2 separate regions of the Macaca mulatta genome follow, and region 2 is linked to region 1. Evidence: chromatin contacts called from public Hi-C data. All regions are on one chromosome and are shown on one strand. The core of a region is the stretch at or near the end of the contact, and the rest is flanking DNA. Distances in the headings are between cores, read along the strand shown. Region 1 holds the start of IDNK (IDNK gluconokinase). Region 2 holds the start of KIF27 (kinesin family member 27).

Region 1 (7,372 bases), core at 3,565-6,064:
AGCACCATCTTCATAATTTTTTACCTATCTCCATACTGTTTTATCATGCCCTCTTAAATTTTGCATATCACCTCAACATTTTGATGTTTTTATTTAATTGCTTCACTTTTAAAAATTAAATAAGTGTGTTAAAGAAGGAAACCTTCTTTCATTCCCTTACACAAGAAGCTATCATCACTTGCCTTGAACAGAAGGCACCTGAAGCTGTATGTAATGAAAACAGAACAATGTGATTAAATTCTAGCTGGACACTGTTGCCTAACAAAGGTCCTCTTTCTTTCACCAAAAAGCCATCAGAGAGGTGTTAGACACACTTGTACCAAACTGAGATCTGCTCCTTGATGTAACCAAAGGATTGCGAGAGCAATGAAACCTTTCCCGTTATATTCATTCTATTGAAGGCTGCTCAGCGAGACATGCAGCCTATGGATGAACAGACCATCCCGGCCAATCTCCACGGCTGGTGAAGCCAGAAGTATGCATAGCAGAAATCACACTTAAGACAAAGTTAGGTTGGGCACGGTGGCTAACGCCTATAATCCCAGCACTTTGGGAGGCTGAGGCAGGTGGACTTTGGGAGGCTGAGGTAGGCAGATCACTTGAGGCCAGGAGTTTGGGACCAGCCCGGCCAACATAGCAAAACCCCGTTTCCACTAAGAATACAAAACTGAGCTGGGCATGGTGGCACACACCTGTAACCCCAGTTACTCCGGAGGCTGAGGCATGAGAATCGCTTGAACTCAGAAGGCAGAGGTTGCAGTGAGCTGAGCTCACACCACTGTACTCCAGCCTGGGCGACAGAGTGAGAGTCTGTCTCAAAAAACAAAACAACACCACCACCACCACCACCAAAAAGACCAAGTTAGATTAGCCATGAATGAATATGCCATCCAGTACTCATAATCTGAAAGCAGAGCTAAAGAGATGTGGGTGAAGACTGTCAGGAAGAAGATGGGAAACGAAAAACCACTGTCTGGATTCTTGAATATGCACCAAAGACCCTGGCAGAAATAAGGCACCGTGCTGGGCCCCAAAATACTGGTCAGACCCAGGATTACAAATCAAGATTTGGGGTCTATAGGTCTCCCAGTGAGTTGGTCTAAATCAGGAGCAAGGGACTTAAAAAGACAACACAGGCCAATGGGGGAGAAGGAAGGGATGCAGAATCAATGAGAAAGACATTCAAAAGGTCTGAGCTTGTTTCATCAGCAAAGAGAAGGAAACCTGGGAGGAGATGTTAAGGGTGGCTTCACTAAGACTGTGAAAATATAAAGAAAACTAACAACACTGCCACTCACTCAAATGCCTGCCATCTTCCATCCATTTATTCATTCATTAAGTCATCAAGTATTTAGTGAGTACCTACGTAATGCCAGGAACTGTTCTAGACACATGTATCAGTAAACAAAAAAGAAAATGATCCTCTACATTCAGGTGGGGGAAGACAGTAACAAACTGAGTACTTGAGGTCACTGTGTTTTAACAGTGTTATAAATGGAGTCTTTCTGTTTTGAGACTATTGTTCTCTTCAGCCATTAGGCTGTGACAAATATTTTTCTAAATGTTATGGAGTATAATTTTAAAATCCTGTAGGGCTTCAATAGGGGTTCACAAAGTCACTAAAGAACTTGATGTTGCTACATCCAATGATGAATAGAATCAAGTCTCAGTCTTTTTATTACTCAGCTAGTCAGTAACATTGAACACATCTCCCTGACGCTGAACCACCAGAAGGCCCCAGGGTTCAGTTCTTGGCCAGCTTTTTTATCTATACACACCCCTTTGGTGATCTCAACACCTTAGGTCTTTAAGTACACCCACACAACAATGATTCCCACCGTCAGATCTAAAGTCCCTCTCCTCTGAACTTCAGACTTGGACATCCAACCACCATCCACTTGATGACTGACTGGCTCCTGAAACTCACCATATCCCACACTGAGATTCTGAGGTTGTCTTCCAAATCTGCTCTATCTACTGATTCCCCATCGCAGTTTGTGGCAACTCCCTCCTTCCAATTACCCAGGCCTAAAATCTTTTTTTTTTTTTTTTTTTTTGAGACAGAGTCTTGCTCTGTAGCCCAGGCTGGAGTGCAGTGGCCGATCTCAGCTCACTGCAAGCTCCGCCTCCCGGGTTCACGCCATTCTCCTGCCTCAGCCTCCCGAGTAGCTGGGACTACAGGCGCCCGCCACCTCGCCCAGCTAGTTTTTTGTATTTTTTAAGTAGAGACGGGGTTTCACCATGTTAGCCAGGATGGTCTCGATCTCTTGACCTCGTGATCCGCCCGTCTTGGCCTCCCAAAGTGCTGGAATTACAGGCTTGAGCCACCGCGCCCGGCCGGCCTAAAATCCTGAATCATCCTTGACTTCTCTCTCGTCTTCTTACACCCCACATCCAGTCCACAAACACATCTTTCTGACTCCGCCTTCAAAATATTGCCAGCATATGACCACATCTCTTCACCTGCATTGTTTCTGACTTCATCTCCCATCATGCTTCCCCTCACTCAGCCACAATGGCTTCCTTCCTGCTCTTTAAAGAAGCCAAGCCTTAGCAGGGCATGGTGGCTCACGCCTGTAATCCCTGCACTTTGGGAGGCCGAGACGCGTGGATCACCTGAGGTCAGGAGTTTGAGACCAGCCTCGCCAACATGATGAAACCCCATCTCTACTAAAAATACAAAAAATTAGCTGGGCGTGGTGGCGGGCGCCTATAATCCCAGCTACTCTGGAGGCTGAGGCAGGGGAATCGCTTGAACTCGGAAGTCGGAGGTGGCAGTGAGCTGAGAATCCACCACTGCGCTCCAGCCTGGGCAACAGGAGTGAAGCTCCATCTCAAAAAAAAAAAAAAAAGAAAAAAGAAAAAAGGAAAAAAAGAAGCCAAGCCTCAGAACCTTTGCACCTGCCATTCCCTCTGCCTCTCCTGCCCTTTGCTCAGCTATCCACATGGCGGACTCCTCAAGTCTTGCAGGTCTTTGCTCAAACGCCACTCCCCCAGAGGAGCCTTCCCTGACCACTCTGCCTGGCACCCTATGTTCTGCTTACTCCAGAGCATCTCACCAGTTCACACACTACATATATTCATTTACTCTGTCTCCCATACCAGAATGTAAATCCTTTGAGGGCAGGGATTTTATCTGTCCTGTTCACTATATGACAATGACATAGAGGAAGGATTGAGCTCAATAATTACTGAGTACATGAATATCACAAGCTATACATCATAGGGATTAGACCCCCCTCAACTGATCCAAGACTCAGAAGGGTACATGAATTACCCAAGCTCACACAGCCAGACAGCAACAGAACCAAGACCTAGGGCTGTCCACTCCTGTTACATCACACGATGGCAATGATTTTACATTCTCCAACTGATTCAAATCATATGGCAGCTAGGGATTTGGGGCTCCATGTTTTATTTCAATTTCAGTTCAAGATTTCTTATCTTTGTCGCTAAGAACCCTACAGCAATTTTGGAAAGCAAAACCCATCTACCTGGAGTAAGTCTTTACACCTGACTACACGGGCCACAACATGGGCCGTTCCTGATTCAGAAAATTCTAGAAGGGTCCTATAGGCCCTTGAAGGTTATAATGTTTTAGGTGATCAAGTTCTATCCTTTGCTGCCTGTGGTCGAATGCTGCAGCAGCTGTCTTTTCTGATAAAGGGCACAGTTAGACTTTGGTTTAAACAGGAAGCCAAATGTTAACTCCTCAGTCTCCAAATTAGCACACTGGGCTACCTATGTGGTTTCCACAATTCTCTCCTTTCTTTCCAAACCTTCAGGAGCTACCCTCCATATTAACGCTGTCTCCTTCCAGGTTAAGCTGATGAAAGGAAGGGGAAAACGATTCACTTTACAAAATCGAATCGGAGAAGTCCAGGGCCTCACAGGAGGAGGCCGCTGTGTGTTCAGATGGCCAAAGGTCCGTGAGAGCCTGGGCCGTGGTTTGCGTCCTCTCGCTAGAGGCCGTGCACCCTCCCGCCTAGCCCCGACGAGGCGCCCGGAAACCGAGCCCAGCGCCGCTCGCTAGGCCTCCACTGCGCGGCCCTGCAGCCGCCTCTTCAGGAGCGGCTTCCTCCCTGAGCATGCGGTCGCTGCAGCCTCCCTGTCTTAGAGCGGGAACCCTGGGCTCGGATGCGGTCCCAGGATGGGCGCTCTGCTAGCAGGCTGGTGGGCGGGGAGAGTGCGCGCAGCCGCGGGCCTCGGTTTCTTCATCCGCAAAGGGAAGGGTGGGGGGTCCCCACGACCCCATTTCACCGGCAGGGACGGCGACACGTCCGGCCTCCGCCGCGCCCGCAACGTCTCTCCCGGGCGCCCCCCGCCCTCTCCCGGACCTACTTCCCCGAGCCGCTCACGCCCATCACCAGCAACGCGCCCGGCGCCGCCATGACCCGAGCCTGGCTCCTTTCAGTCACCTTCCGGGCCCCGCCGTCCCCGGCCTTCCCGGCGCCCGAGGGGCGGAGCCGCTCCCGCCCAGGCAGGGCGAGTGAGGGCTGTGCCCCTCTGCGCTCCCCCGGTTTCCCCGCGCCCCTTTTCCATGCTTTCCGCCTCCCTTTCCCAACCTCCCCATCTCTCTCTCCTGCCCCTTCTTTTCCTCTCCCCTCCCCTCCCTCTTTCCTCTTCCCGGAAGTGAAGCGCGCGCCCGGCCTGGCACTGGCGTCTCCCTGGGCTGCCCATAGTCGCCCAAAGCCCCGCCACCTGTCTTCCTACTGTCCTGGCCCCTCTTGGTTCCAGAAGAGCCTCACCCTGGCAGGCCGGATCGTCATCCACCCATGGAAAGCATTCATTCATTCATTTATAAAAATGTTTTATAGAAAGAATAAACGGAAAATAAGACTCATACTTTCCCACACCAGGCAGCATAAGCAGCACTTCCTAAAACGACACCCCTTTCCCCGCGCCCCCGCGTAGGTAGATGGGTATGAATATTTTGTAAAACTGGGATCAGGCCGTACACAGCGTTTTGTAATCTGGCCTTTTGTCACAATAATAAATGGCGGCCATCTTTTGGTGTCAAACTTAAGGTTGAGGGTTGACCACAGCAGCGTATGTCATGGCTGTGTGGCTCTGCTATTAAATCCAGCTCTTGTTGGGACTTTAAGAGGACGGAGCTCCACTTTAAAGTGTCCATTTGCTTTAAAACAATGTGTTAATTATGTGTCGTTTGAACTATTTGATTAAAAGCACTTCTAACCGCATTTAGCATCACCTCCTTTGGTCTTTTGCATTTGGCATCACCTCCTTTGGTCTTTTGTTAACCAAGGTCGTAGGTATTACTCTGTGTCCTAGAAAACAATAAAAGTGACATAAAAGCATTTATCTAATGAATAGTTCAATTACTCCTGCACTGCCTTTGTTTTTCATATACTTAGCTTGAGTAGATGAGATTTCAATCTGGATGGGGGCTGTACAGATGAAGAAATTGAGGCTTGGAGAGAAGGTCTTACAACTCAGTTATGGTCAATACTCATTTCTTGAACATCTACCATGTGCTGGTAATATTAATATGCATTTAAAAGATTACACTCTCGGCATTCTCAAGCTTGATAAGAGGAATAGATGTGTATGCAAATACTCTAACTTGTGTCCTGCTTCTCTAGCTCAGTATGAAAAAAAAAAATCTCATATTTCTTTCATTGTTCAAATCAGAATTATTAGCAGAAAATCTGGTTCTTCTCCTTGGATTTCTTTCCCAAGACATGTCCAAGGATCTTAAACTTGCTGTGCTGCTCAGGGTGGCGGCAGGAAACAGCATGCTCAAATTGGGGCAGGTGAACAGAATTTAACAAAGGGACTATTTGTAGAGATGTGGGTAGGGTCAGAAAAAGCAACTAGGGGCAGAGTCCGGATCTGAGTAACTGAGAAGTGTTTTCACTCTTAAATAGAAAGGGGCTGATGAGAGGGAGCCTTTATATGAGAAGGGAAGAGAATGGAAAGAAAGAGACAGAGAGAATAGACCATATAGAAAGAAGTATCTGACAGGACTGTAGCCTTAGGAAGAGAGACAGACATTCCTTGTTGACCCAGCAGAAAAATAATCAGGAGAATAAATAGCCTCTCCTCCCCTCCTCTTGCACTGTGATCTGCTAGTGGCCAAACCCCACCCGTCAAACCCAATTGGAAGGTGGAGAGCTAGGGAGTCCATTGGTGCCCATGCATGCCAATTTCCTGGGCTCAGAGCAGGGAAGAGAACGGTGGAGATTGTATCTGGAGGGACCAATGAAAGATACCCAGCACACCAGTGTCAGTGAAACCCTGTGCCTGCTTCCAGGACAGCAGAACTTCAGAGGTGCCCCTAAGAGCTGAATCCCACATTTTTTGCTTTCCAAAGAGTGCCACCTGCTGGTCCTGGTTGTCTTGGTGCTTCCCAGCTGTTACTATGGGGCAACCCAGAGGCTGAATATTGGTCTGGTTTTAGGTCTACTGCAAAACTGTTGTACTGAGGCACATGGTACTCTGGAAACCCCAAGTCCCTAGTGAGGCACAGCTTCCTGCATGAGTTTCTATAGTCACTCAAGTCCAGATCACCCCCAGATTCTGGACAGCATGTACTGTAAGTCTCAAACAGAAGTGGCAGTGCTCCTGTATGAAGCTGCCCATTTCCACAGGGGTTAAACAGAGCTCAGTGACGAGCACCTTAATGTGCACAGGCACTTCCCTGGGAGGCAAATCATCCACAAAGATGGCTGGGTTGGGGCAGATATTCACATAACAGGAGCCTCACAGTTGTGATATGTCTAATTGAGAAGAGTTTGGATCTTCCCCCTTTCCCTTCCAGGAGAGTCCTTGATCCCAGTTTAATTCTGAGAGTTCAAACAGATGCATGAGAGAGCTTAGAAGTCAAATCTCGGGTCTTCACCAAGCCCTAAAGTAGCTCGTTATACCTTCTTCTGGAAATAATGGCTGTATACTTGCTTCACATCTTCATAATTAAAAGGGGCCACTTGAAAGATCCAGAACAAAGTTTGCACAAAGGCAAAATGGTATCTGTTACCTCAATAGATGTAAAAAAAGCACTTGACAAAATTTAACTTCCCTTTGTGATCAAAATACTCAACAAACCAGCAATACAAAATTCCCAACCTGATAAAGAGTATCTATGAAACCCCCAGGTAACATCATACTTAATGGTGAAAAGACTGAATGTTTCTCCCTATGATCAGGATGAAGGCAAGAATGTCTTCTCTCACCACTTGTATTCTACATTCTGCTAGAGGTTCTAGCCAGGGAAGTTGGATAAGAAAAAGAAATAAAAGGCATCCAGATTGGAAAAGAATATGTAAAACTATCTCTATTTCCAGATGACATGATCTTGTTTATAGAAAACCTAAGGAATCCGCAATAAACCTACTAGGGTTAATAAATGAGA
Region 2 (7,372 bases), core at 1,585-4,084, 310 kb before region 1:
TAAAGTGGGAGAAGAGGTACGATCTGTGGTTTCCTTAATACTTCCTTTAATACTTCCTTTCTTTCCTGGACCCAGCTTTTCTCAAAATGCGGGTGAGGGAAGATGATTTAGGGGAAAAGGGCACGTGTTTCTTTATTTAATTTGGCCAAATCTTCCATTTGTTACTGCTTTTAGTAAAGTGGACTGGGCATGGATGTTTTTCTCTGTAGGATAAGCATCCCAAAGCTGGTCTCCCATGGGACGTATGCAGCGTTCTTCAGTGGACCTGAAAGATACAGTTCCCTTAAGGAGAAGACATAGTTCCTGTACAAAGATCCAGCACTGGCTCAATTACTTCTGTTAATCCCAAGCCCAGCTCCTCCCACTGCCTCTTACTGATTGGGACTCATCTGCAGGAGACAGTCCTCAAGACAATCTTCATGGGGCTCAAGCTTGGGTACCCTCCAAAGGATACCCTGGACCATGAGCAAATCACAGGTTCTCCCCTCCTAAACTGTAGGAACACAGGCTGCCCTACTACAGCGCCTTCTCAGTTGCTTCGCTCCATTCTCGAGAAGCAGATCAGCTTACTTCTTCCCATAGTTGCTCCCACCAGAAGGCCAGGTTTCCTATTCTTGCACATCACACAGGGTTTGCCCGTCACTCTTAGAGCCTCCTTTGACTTAGGTGGGAGGCTGCTTACTCTCCAACCCGCAAGGCCCAAGACCCCTTGACTCCACTGCCCAGTCTTTCTTACAGACACTTAAAAAAGAGATAGGATTGGAATTTGAATGGAATTAGCTTAGTCCTGCTATAAATCCTAGGGAGGAAGGGTTGGCAATGACTGGCATTCACTTTACAGTGTGGGGAACTTAAGTACTTAACTCCTTTTCTCTAACTCTGGACTCAAGACATCAATTTGGGGACAAAGGAAAATGCCCCATTCTAATGCTGTTAGGCATTTGCTGACCTCCTCTCTGCAATTGTGTGGCCTCTTGAGAACTTCTGTTGAGACTTCCGGGTATTCCCAGACTTAAATTGTTACGTACTATTAATCATTGAAGCTTTGTCAGCAGACCAGTTTGACTCAGCAATTCACAGTCATGATGTGAGTTTGTTTTCAAAAAGAGTTCTAAAAATGCAGCATAATCAATTCAAATCTTAGAATTTTAAAAATTATGTATTATTTATTATTTTTTTGAGGTAGAGTCTCATTCTGTCACCCAGGCTGGAATGCAGTGGTGCAACGATGGCTCACTGCAGCCTTGACCACCCAGGCTCAAACGATCCTCCTACCTCCGCCTCCAGAGTAGCTGGAACTGCAGGCATGCTCGGCCACACCCGACTAAGTTTTGATTTTTTGTAGGGATTGGGGGGGGGGGTCTCATTATGTTGCCCAGGCTGGTCTCGAACTCCTGGGCTCAAGTGATCCTCCCAGTTCAGCCTCCCAAAGTGCTGAGATTATAGGTGTGAGCCACTGTGCCCAGCCTGAATTTTTAAAAATTTAAATAATTCAGTTAAAAGAAAAAAAAAAAACCATAAATAGTCAGCTTTTTTCCCCACCTTCATTCGTATATTTCATGAGAGAAGGAAGTATTTTTGAAGATGCTTAGATTGTGCTACTAAAAACAGGAGGCACTAAAGCTTTTAAAGCTAAATTGGTAAAGTTAAATACTACGATGCAACCCAGCAATTCCACTCTTAGGTCCATACCTAAAAAACCTGAAAACAGGCCCGGCGGGGTGGCTCACGCCTATAATCCCAGCACTTTGGGAGGCCGAGGTGGGCGCATCACCCGAGGTCAGGAGTTCGAGACCAGCCTGCCCAACATGGTGAAACCCCGTCTCTACTAAAAATACAGAAAACTTAGCCGGGCGTGGTGGCACATGCCTGTAATCCCAGCTACTCCGGGGGCTGAGGCAGGAGAATGGCTTGAACCCATGAGGTGGAGGTTGCGTTGAGCCTAGATAGCGCAATTGCATTCCAGCCTGGGCAATAAGAGTGGAACTCCATCTAAAGGGCCGGGCGCGGTGGCTCACGGCTGTAATCCCAGCACTTTGAGAGGCCGAGGCGGATGGATCACAAGGTCAGTGGAGATCAAGACCATCCTGGCTAACACAGTGAAACCCCATCTCTACTAAAAATACAAAAAATTAGCCGGGTGTGGTGGCACGCGCCTGTGGTCCCAACTACTCGGGAGGCTGAGGCAGGAGAATCGCTTGAACCCGGGAGGCGGAGCTTGCAGTGATCCGCGATCATGCCACTACATTCCAACCTGGGCGACAGAGCGCGACGCCGTCTCAAAAAAAAAAAAGAAGTCCTGATAGTTGTTACAACATGACTGTAGCTTGAAAACATTAAGCAAAAGAAGCTAGACACAAAAGGTCATATACTGAATGCTTCCATCAATAATGAAATGCCCAGAATAGGTAAATCTATCATAGAGTCAGAAAGTAGATTAGTGGCTGGCTGGGGTTGTGGGGAGAGGGGAACTGGAAGGAATGACTAACTGGTTTGGAGATTTTCTTTTGGGGTTATGAAAATGTTTCTGAACTATATACAGAGGTGATAGTTTAATGCACTGTGAAGGCATTAAACGCCACTGAATTGTAAGTTTTAAGATGGTTTATGTTATGCAAGTTTTACTCAATAAAAATAAAAATAAACTGAATTGGTAGCTAAGATATTGAAACACAGTGTGGAATCGTTCTCATTCATTTCACGAACCCGTGGAAAGATGCTTCCGCTCAGGCCTCACAGACCGGTCCCAGCGCGTTAGTGGGACACAACTCGGGTTTGCAGGGAAGCCCGAGAGCTGGCCTTTTGCGGACTTCCTGGGGACGCAGGACTCTTGCGCACGGGCTTGGGGACGTGCCCAGGTTCGGGGGCGGGGCCAGGACGCCGCGACCCGGGGAGGACGCGGCGGGAGGCGGGCTTCGCCGGTTGCCAGGAGAACCCGCGACAACAAAAGACGCGGGCGGCGGCGGCGCGGCGTGGCAGAGCGAAGCTGAGGAGTCCAGCCCTCGCCGCCAGGGCCCTGGGCTGTCCCGAGCCGGTCAGTGCGCGGCGGGCCTGGCCGGGCGGTGCGGGGAAGTGGGGCGCCCTCCCTTTCGCGGCACCCGCCCTCCAGCCCGCCGCGCCCGCGCTCCCAGCCCGCCGTTGGGACTAGTAGGCGCCGGCTTGGGGTCTGGGCCGTCGCGGGGTGGGAGCCAGAGGGTGGGCGGTAGGGGCGCCAGCGAGGCCTATGGGGGTGCCCGAGGGGTCTGGGGTCAGGAATGGGAGCCCGGCGAACGACTGGAGGCAGAGCGCCCCTTCCGGAGAAAGCTGGCTCAGCCCTGAGGAGCGGGGCCTGGGGAACGGGGATCGACCCCAACGCGGGACTCGGCCCCCCGGAGCGCACCCCGTGTTCGTCTCGTGTAGCTGCACGGCGTGAGGTGCGACGCGAGGGCCACCACCACCGAGCGCTTTGTTTTGTCGCAGGCGTCTTTTTCCCACTGTAGAGGTTGAAACTTCGGCGCATTCAAGCTCGAGAGCTCCCTCCCTCGGAGGCAGGTGCTGTAAAGAGCAAAGCGCCCCGATTCTTTCTTTGAAACACCTTTTAAGTAACACCGCCGTCTCCAGTGTTGAAAATCTTTGTTGTTTGCTTTTCTTTACTCCTTTGTCTTTACGCATTTGGGGCCTTTTCTGAGCTCCTCATGCGATTTACTATCCATCTACTGGGAAGTTTCTTATGAAAATAATTAACAAACCACACATTTCAGACAACCACTGCTTTCTGGGAAATCAAGGGGACGGGATGGCAGCGGTTTTTGGAGACACTCATTCCTGACCAGTGACATGACATGAGGGATTAAATATTTCTCTTGCCTTTCCTCAGATTTCAAAAACCCATTGAGTATACTTAAATACGACCAGCCAATCAGATTTCGCCTTTTTTCATTTATTGGTGACATAATACGTATGTTTCTGATGACTATAATTGATCAGAATCTGAAGAAGTATAAGTGCTATGGATTGTGGAAAAACTTTGTTTCTTGTATATTGATGTTTTACAAGCCCTATGTTTGTGGACCCTTATTATTGTTTGTTTTGTTTTGAGACAGGGTCTCGCTCTGTTACTCAGGCTAGAGTGCAGTGGCACATTGCAGCCTCAACCTTCCGGGCTCAAGCAATCCTCCAACCTCAGCCTTCCAAGTAGCTGGGACTACAGGTGCGTCACCACTGCCTGGCCCATTCTTGTATTTTTAGTAGAGACAGAGTTTCACCCTGTTGCCCAGGCTGGTCTGTAACTCGTGGGCTGAAGTGATCCACCTGCCTTGGCCTCCCAAAGTGCTGGGATTACAGGCATGAGCCACCGTGCCTGGCCCCGTTATTATTTTTTTTAATGCTTAGAATAAGTTTCAGTTGCCTTTATAACCAAATTGTTTATAGATATTACCATTAAAAACCCCAAGAAATGAGGCTGGGCATGGTGGCTCATATCTGGAATCCCAGTACCTTGGGAGGCTGAGGCGGGTGGATCTCTTCAGCCCAGGAGGTCGAGACCAGCCTGGGCAACATGGTGAAACCCCGTTTCTACTAAAAATACAAGAATTAGCCTGGCGTGGTGCCTGTAATCCCAGCTACTTTGGACGCTGAGGCACGAGAATCGCTTGAACCAGGAGGCTGAGGTTGCAGTGAGCCGAGATGGTGCCGCTGTGCTCCAGCCTGGATGACAGAGCCAGACCTTGTCTCAAAAACAAAACAAAACAAAAACCCAAGAAATGAAAATATCCCAATTTGGCATTTTTTATTAGCAACTTCATTGGAAGCAGTTAGGTTTGGCTTAACATCGTCCATGAGTTTTGCTTTAATTTGATGGCATACAAAGAAATAAACTAATCTGTATGGTGACTTCAAATGTTGGTTTTCAGAGACATTTGGAAGAATTAACTCAGCATTCCTGCAACTGGAAAAGTTTCCAGTACCAAATGATTGTAGAGTTCTTTAAGATCCAAGAAAGGATTTATCAAACACATGAGCATTTTTTTTTTTCCAGTGTAAAATTCATTAGAATGATTTTAAAACTGCTAAGGTTAGGTGTATCTCTTTGTTTCAGCCATTACAGATAGTTTGTTGACTCTCTTTTGGGATTTTACAGCCCAAGGGACCTGATATTTTTTTTATTCTCAGGGGACTTTTAGAAGAGTGATGTTAATTTTTTTTTGTTGTGATCCTCTTCATGCCATCTACTCACAGAATTACAAATGCAGAGTACCATTGCAGAGTTTTGTTTTATTTTGTTTTGTTTTTGACAGGGTCGCGACCCTTTTGGGATCAAGGGACCCTCTCGCTTCAACCTCCTGAGTAGCTGGGACTATAGGCGCGTGCGCCACCATGCCTGCCTAATTTTTTGATTTTTTGTAGAAACAGGGTTTCTCCGTGTTGCCCCGACTGGTCTCGAACTCCTGGGCTCAAGTGATCCACCCACCCTGGCCTCCCAAAGTGCTGGGATTACAGATGTGAACCACTGTGCTGGGCCACGGTTTTTTTTTTCAAGGGTAGTGAATATTAATATTATCAATTCACTGTTATTAGTGTTATTAATAAAATGTTATTTCAGTCTAGTTGTCTCTGTTACTTAATGGTAATCTTCAAGACTCAGCAGCTTCTCCAAAGAACCTAGCCTCACCTCAAACTCATTACTTTTCATCATCTGCACTTAAACATTGTCATAGATTACTTGTTAAATTTAGTATAAGCTTTATCCTTCCAAAACTGAACATTTGTATATAAGTTTTTATGCAAACACAGTGTTTTCATTTCTCTTGGGAGTTTTCATTTCTCTTGGGAGTTTTCATTTCTCTTGGGAGCTGGGTCAAGTGATAACTGTATGTTTAACTTTTTGCGGAAATGTCAATCTGTTTTCCAAAGTGGCTGTACCATTTTACCTTCCCACCAGTAGTGTATGAGGGTTCTAATTTCTTTACACCCTGCTAACACTTATGGTCTGTCTTTGTTATTATAGCAGTGCGAGTGGATGTGGATTGGTATCTCATTGTGGTGGTTGTTTGTTTGTTTGTTTGAGACAGTCTTGGTGTATCACCCAGGCTGGAGTGCAGTGGTTTGATCTCAGCTCACTGTAACCTCTGCCTCCTGGGTTCAAGCGATTCTCCTGCCTCAGCTTCCTGAGTAGCTAGGATTATAGGCGCCCATCACCATGCCCGTCTAATTTTTGTATTTTTTAGTAGAGACAGAGTTTCACCGTGTTGTTCAGGCTGGTCTCGAACTCCTGACCTCAGGTGATCCTCCCACGTTGGCCTCCCAGAGTGCTGGGATTACAGGCTTGAGCCACTGTGCCTGGCTAATTTTTGTATTTTAGGTAGAGATGGGGTTTCACCATGTTGTCCAGGCTGGTCTTGAACTCCTGACCTCAGGTGATCCTCCCACCTCAGTTTCCTAAAATTCTGGGATTACAGGCGTGAGCCACTGCGCACCTGGACTCTCACTGTGGTTTTGATTGCATTTTCCTGATAGCTAATGATGTTGAGCATCTTTTCATGTGCTCGTTATTCATTTGTATATCTTCTTTGAAGAAGTGCCTTTTCAGATGCTTTGCCTGTTTTTAAAATTTTTTAAAAACTTTTTGAGTTGTAATATTTATATATTGTAGTTGCAAGTTCTTTGTTAGATTCATGTCTTGCAAATATTTTCTCCCATTCAGTGAGTTGTCTTTTCACTTTTTTTTTTTTTTTTTGAGGCGGAGTCTTGCCGTCTCCCCCAGGCTGGAGTGCAGTGGTGCAATCTCCGCTCACTGCAAGCTCCACCTCCAGGGTTCATGCTATTCTCCTGCTTCAGGCTCCCGGGTAGCTGGGACTACAGGTGCCCGCCAACACGCCTGGCTAATTTTTTTGTGTTTTTAGTAGAGATGGGATTTCATCTTGTTAGCCAGAATGGTCTCATCTCCTGACCTCGTGATCCACCCACCTCGGCCTCCCCAAGTGCCCAAGGGATTACAGGCATAAGCCACCGCGCCCAGCCGTCTTTTCACTTTCTTGGTAGTTTCCTTTGAAGCACAAAGTTTTTAATTTCGATGTCCAGTTTTTCCTTCCCTCCCTCCTTCCTCTCCCTCCCCCACCCCCAACATTTCTCTTGTTCTCTCTCTCTCTCTCTCTCTCTCTCTCTCTCTCTCTCTCTCTCTCTCTCTCAGACAAGTTCTTGCTCTGTTGTCCAGGTTATAGCGCAGTGGCGCAAATACAGCTCACTGTAACCTCTGGCTGCTGGGTTCAAGCCAACCTCCCGCCTTAGCTTCCGAAGTAGCTGGGACCGCAGGTGTGCACTATCATGCTGAGCTGATTGAAAAAAAAAATTTCTTTGTAGACATGACGTCTCACTTTGTTGCCCAGGCTGGGTC

Evidence for each region. Hi-C and Micro-C count contacts between places; a contact is called where the count stands out from the background.
Region 2: a contact with region 1 is called in a Hi-C map of fetal cortex germinal zone, with 4 times the contacts expected there. The contact joins the promoter of KIF27 here to the promoter of IDNK in region 1. A contact is called at or near these places in 6 of 14 Hi-C or Micro-C datasets (CD4 T cells, blood, cortical neurons and 3 more).

The regions. Positions count from the first base shown.
Region 1 is chr15:114,547,712-114,555,083 of T2T-MMU8v2.0, reverse strand. IDNK (IDNK gluconokinase) reads right to left here and starts at 4,814. Exons shown (of 5, transcript XM_028835291.2): 1 at 4,749-4,814. The region is part of intron 1 of LOC144334738 (a long non-coding RNA gene); the gene reads left to right.
Region 2 is chr15:114,856,685-114,864,056 of T2T-MMU8v2.0, reverse strand. KIF27 (kinesin family member 27) reads left to right here and starts at 2,834. Exons shown (of 18, transcript XM_015118008.3): 1 at 2,834-3,034.